2 separate regions of the Rattus norvegicus genome follow, and region 1 is linked to region 2. The links are chromatin contacts, called in public Hi-C maps. All regions are on one chromosome and are shown on one strand. Each heading gives the region's core, a stretch centred on a gene start, on an enhancer-like site or on the middle of the called end of the contact. The rest is flanking DNA. Distances are from core to core; before and after follow the strand shown. Region 1 has its middle 99 kb from the start of Trnad-auc. Region 2 has its middle 25 kb from the start of Trnad-auc.

Region 1 (2,700 bases), core at 189-2,688, 74 kb before region 2:
AAGCACTCCTTTAAGTAATAATAATAATAATAATAATAATAATAATAATAATAATAATAATGTTATTATTATTAAATATGACTTTAAATGGATCAAGCAAATTACTTGATTGACTGCAAGCCCTAAGAGAATTCTTAGGTGAATAATGACTCATCAAACATCACCCTAAGGAATCCAGTCTGCTCCCCTCTACAAAGCCAGCAGGATGTCCTTTCAAGTGCTGAATCATACCCCGTGTGAGGGTGGAAGTATCCTGGGAAGACGTTCCCATCCAATCTGCAGACGTTCAAATCCCTAAGCAACCCTGAAAGTCACAGAGATTTTTAAACTATTATGTGGGTGCGAACATAGCAGGGCAGAGATATAATACTCCGTGTAATCAAGCCTGTCTTGTGATTTACTACATTTGCGTGACTGTCATCTCCCTTGGCTTTCTTTCTTTCCACATGGTCCTCTGTGTATGGACTAAAACTACCCTAAACCCAACTGAATAGAAAGTGAAAACTAGGTCAAGTGTTGCTTTAAAAAAAAATGCATGGAGCGGACACACTACAGATTACGAGGTGGTAGTATCCTAGACTAATAATGCTACCCGCCCCCCTACTTCTTCTCTGTCCCTCTGCCCTCTGCCTCTCTCCCTCTCCTTTCCTCTGTCCCTCGGGTGAGATTGCTGTGAAGGAAATCTCCAACTTGCTTTCAAATTTCAATAGTAGTGAGCACCAGTGGCAGTGGCTGCCTCTTGGGACTCTTCTCTTGGTAGGATGGTGGTTAACAGTCAGTGTTAGGGACTGGTTCACTGGCCATTCACCCACACTTCTCGGTGCTGGAGAACCATTCAGGAGGCAGGCTCAGCTTAGGAATCATCACCAGCTAAATGTGGGTTTCTCTGGAAAGGTCCTGATTTCTAGAATTCTCCAAGCTAAGCCTTCTGGCAATGCCGTGCACCCTTACGTTCTAAAAGGGCCTCTTTATCCAGACTGCCATGGAACGTCTCTCCGGAGGACTTTGAGTTCCATTCTGAGACCTCAACTTTGTAACCTGAGCTCACCTCCAGCCACCCTCTGGCAGTGTTCAGCCAGCAGGGCACTGGCTACATGCTGACGAAGGTCTCGCTATGCCGCACACTGTGGTCCTCAGAAAGGGCAGCATCAGCATCACCTGGATGATCAGAATCAGTTGGCAATGCAGTCTAGGTCCCATCCTCAATCTACCGCATCCGAGCCTACAGCTTAAGTTCAGCTTCAGGAAGCAGCGGTCTAAGGGATCCTCTGCTTGAAGCTGCTTTTGCTGGCAACATGACTCACCATGTCAGGTTCCCAGGTTCCGGGTTCCATGCACTTTCCGTTTGAAAGTTCTACACAGATTTCCCCGCAGGGCTCCTGGGCAAATGAGCTCTACTTTGGATGAGTTCCCACCCAGCGGGACTCAGGATGAGGTTCTCCGAGTGGTCACATGGTTATACAGTGCAGCCTCCGGCTAAGCAAGCTATGCCCACCCCCTAGGTCATCCTGCCCTCCTGTTCCCACAGCTCTAGTGATACCATGTTCATAAATAGTTGTTAAGGGAGAAAATTACCAGGAAGAAAAAAAAATAATGTCTATAAACCTGCATAGTTTAGAGCTAAAGAATATGTTAAAATTTTCCATTGTGGAAATTTCCCAGCTACTGGGCTCTTAAGATTTTTTTTTTCAGAGCTGCAAGCAAAGAATGGAAATTTCCAAACGCAGCATTGAGAGCTGCTGTACTGCTGACTGTCTGGCTCAGCCGGGGTCATCTGCTTCTCTAAGACATCAAGGAATGCCAAGGTAGGTCTGAGAGAACACACAGGCTTCCTCTGCAGGCAGGAAGGAAGATCTTTGCACTGCCTAAGAGCTGAGAGGGGAGGAGGGGCAGCAGAGGTGACACCCCCTGCTCCCTCCCCCTGAACAGGAAGTTATCCCACTTGACTTCTTTCCAGGGGCAGCTGGCTGGCAGGATTCGTGTTTTTTAAAGGCATTCCTAAGGTGGGCGGGGGATGCAGAAACATGAAAGAAATCTTTGTTGGGGTCTAATTTTGAAAGGACTTTACCTGGTAGATATATCATTCAATTATGTGACCTGCCCAAGTAATCAATATCTCTCTCTCTCTCTCTCTCTCTCTCTCTCTCTCTCTCTCTCTCTCTCTCTCTCTCTCTCTCTCTCTCTCTCTCATAGCCAGGCTGGCCTTGCCTCTTAGCTCTCCTCCCTCCACTTCCCAAATGCTGGGATTAAAGGCATGTGCCGTTATGGCCAGCATTAATTTCGAGTTTAGAATCTTCAGCTGTACCTCCCGAGACAACTCTATCTCCCATCCCCCATAAACCAAACCATCCACAAATATCCCAGCAGGTTCTGTCCCCACCTCGGCAATAACATCAACCGGCCTGTTCTTTCCACTGTAGCTACGTAAAAATACATTCCCATTCACAGCTGGTCCTGCCGCCTGAGTCAACAGGCATCTAATAGTTCCCTGAGATCTGGCATGTTCCTTCCACCCACGGATGCTGTTCCTACAGAAGTCTTAACAGCAGCAACTCCATGGAAGTTGGTGTCAGGGCTTCAGCTTCCTGTAGAAGACGCTGAAGGACCCTGAGTGGCTTCGGGAACAGAAAGAGTATTTCCAAACCGAAGCCGTGTGGGTTTTGTCTGACTGAAAGTTTTGTTTCTGTCTTTCACCACTCA
Region 2 (2,773 bases), core at 89-2,588:
CGCAAGGGGCCTGCGGCTGCTGGCCAGGATGCTCAGCGGGCGAGCGAAGGAAGGTAGGGCTGCTGCGTGAAACGGGCATGTCGGAGCTATTTCGCCATGTTTGTGTTGCTAAGAGCACTTTTTTTCCCCTTTGCGGTGGCTTGATGCCACATGGCTCCTCCGGAGCTGCTGCCGGGTTGAGAGCGAGTGTTTTTTTTTTTTTTTTTTTCAATGTCCGCATTCCAGCTAATGTTGCGCAGATAAAATTCAAACTTGAGGTAAACAGACGAAGAGGAGGAGGAGGAGGGGAGGGACCGGCGGGGGGGTGGGGGGGGAGGGAGGACTGTTTCCATTTCGAGATCCCACCTCTTCACTCAGAGGAGACCAACATCCCGAACCTAGAGGCAACTCATGCATGGCTCCCACGCCCCCCCACCTCTGCCGTCAACGAGAAGTAAGGGCTGGGGGCGAGCGGTTGGGAGGGACGCGACGTTTTGGTTCTTGGGGGGTGCGGGGGGGAGAGGCAGCCCCTGGGAAGCCGGAGCTTTGACTTAAGCTATTATTTTGGCGGAGGGAAGAAGGATGAGTCCTCTTGTTCCAGATGAGGGGTGAGGGTGGGGGTGGGTAAAAAGGGGTGCTTGTCTCCCCTCTTTCTGTCACTACCTGATCGTGTTGCCTCACCCCCCCAACACAGGTTGCACCCACAGGCGAGGTGGGTGGGGCTTCGGGGTTCCAGAAGGCAGGTCACCTAGCAGGTGTGTAGGGTGGGCATTTGGATTTGGTAAGTCGCTTGGATTTGGTAGGAGACCGTGGGGGAGGCAAAGAGTGCGTAGGCAGAACCGAGTCTAACGCTTATGTATGGGGAGGGGGGTGCTTTTAAAACCAGTGGAGAAATATCAAGACAGCCCCCCCCCAAATATGTCTGTTTCAGCTCGCAGCGAAGCTGCTGCGTGAGTGGCGAGGACGAGGGCGAGCTTCGTCATGTGGCACACTGTAGGCTTCTGACAGCTTGGAGCCATCTACCCCCTCCCGCGCGCGCCCGGGGCGGAAGGTGTGGGTTGGGTGGTCCGAGGCGGGTGACGTCCGAGGCGGGGTGGGGACAAGACTTCGGAGCGCTTAGGTCCGCAGCCACGGCTCGCTCGGAACGGCGTGTCAGGGAGGAGGCGGCCACGTGAGGGGTCCGCAGCAGCTCGCGAGCTGAAGGCTGGGGGCGAAGTGCGTAGCAAGAGTCGTGACGGGGGTGACACGCAGCCGCCGTGGCCCCTGCTCACTGCCCACGCAGGGCCGCGCCGCGGGTGGGTGGGTGCGCACTCACGCGCCCGCTCCCCGGAGACCGTTTCCGGCTCAGGGCCGGGTAAACAGGGTGGTGCCCTCTGCCCTCCCGCCCCCGGCCGAGCGGAGGCGCGCGATCGTGGCGGACGGGCTGCGGTGGCGAGAGCGCGCGCGCGCCCCCGCCCGTCCCGCCTCCTCTGTTTTTGTTTTGATGGAGCCCGCGTGCAGCTGGCGCGTGTCGAGTCACGTGCCGCGGCCGCGAGAGGGGCTGGGCGCCGGCGAACAGGACGCGGGGGAGGGTCGCAGACCCTGAACAGTCTTGTCCGAAAACTACCGAGAGGTACAGTCTTGTGGGGCTGGTCGCAGTTGCACCCCAGGAGCAGTATTTGGGATCGTCGTCACAGCATCCCTGCCAGTCGGCTGTCCCCTCCACCCCTCCTCCTCCGGGCCGGAGACTCAACAGAGGGATCCAGCGGACCTCGCAGGTGTGTTATATCCCTGAACACAGAAGTACCCATCTGGCTCTTCATCCAGGCTGTACCGTGTAATCAACCCGAGAGCTTTAGAGTTAACCCCGATACCCACTCTCATAGTTAGGGAACTGAAATCCAAATAAGAGTCTGGACTGAGGGCCATTTTCTTCACCTCCTTCTTCTCCAGTGATTGTGACGCAGTTGGAATAAAAACTGATAGGTAGCCAGCTTGACAGGCTAGATAGTTGTTGAGTCATCTGTACTTACGCATCGAAGAGTGAAAAATAGCCACAATGGTTAACGTGTTGATCTATCACTAAATGGGGCCTTTAGGTGCCAGACAGGATGACTGCGCAAACATGGCGACAACCTGGAGGAGTAACAGTTTTTACATTTGGAGGAATGGAAGCACTGGAGGTTCTGGCAGAGGAGATGTTTGAGGACTCCCTGACTGGTGCTCATGGGAGCAGGTCCCAGAGTTTATATTTGAAATCATTACTTGGGACTGCTTGAGGGACCTTTCACCTTAGTGAACAGCCTAGGAACAGTGAACGTTAGCCTGAGGGCCTGAGTTTCTGTACGTGGATTTCTGTTGTTCCGGCTTTTGTTTGGACGGGAGAACCATTTGGTATAATGCCTTCAGGCTACCTGTTCTAGAAGTTTTCTGTGGAGGAAGGGGGCAGGGGGGGGCGCTCCTAGCAATTTGAAGTTAACAGGTGGATGGATTCCTCAGAATATCTTCATGTTTGTTGTCGTTTAACATACGCGTCCAGAGGGAGCACCTGTGTCCCACCAATGCTCAATAAATAAGGACGACATGGTGGGTCACAGTTTGGATGTGGACAAAGTTGCCCTCATTGGGTGCAGTGTCTGAAAAGTTCTGTCGTGAAAATTTTGGAGGAAGCACACACACTCTGGAATATAGAAGCTTTGCTTTTTACCGATGTCCCTTTTTCCTCCTTGGTCTGTTTCTCGTTTATGTGATCTTGGTGGGAACGGCGAGATGTGGGGGTTCCGGTACTTGTTTGGAAAATGTGCTTGCTGATAAC

What was found. Hi-C and Micro-C count contacts between places; a contact is called where the count stands out from the background.
Region 1: a contact with region 2 is called in a Hi-C map of frontal cortex, with 2.8 times the contacts expected there. The contact joins two enhancer-like sites. A contact is called at or near these places in 4 of 12 Hi-C or Micro-C datasets (frontal cortex, hepatocytes, mammary epithelial cells and 1 more).

The regions. Positions count from the first base shown.
Region 1 is chr4:60,852,674-60,855,373 of GRCr8, reverse strand. No RefSeq gene overlaps it. Among named protein-coding and RNA genes, the nearest start is that of Trnad-auc, 99 kb to the right of the region's middle. Within about 2 kb of position 1,438, at least 35 of the 93 cell types and tissues checked have an H3K27ac peak or open chromatin away from gene starts, as enhancers often do.
Region 2 is chr4:60,778,011-60,780,783 of GRCr8, reverse strand. No RefSeq gene overlaps it. Among named protein-coding and RNA genes, the nearest start is that of Trnad-auc, 25 kb to the right of the region's middle. Within about 2 kb of position 1,338, at least 85 of the 93 cell types and tissues checked have an H3K27ac peak or open chromatin away from gene starts, as enhancers often do.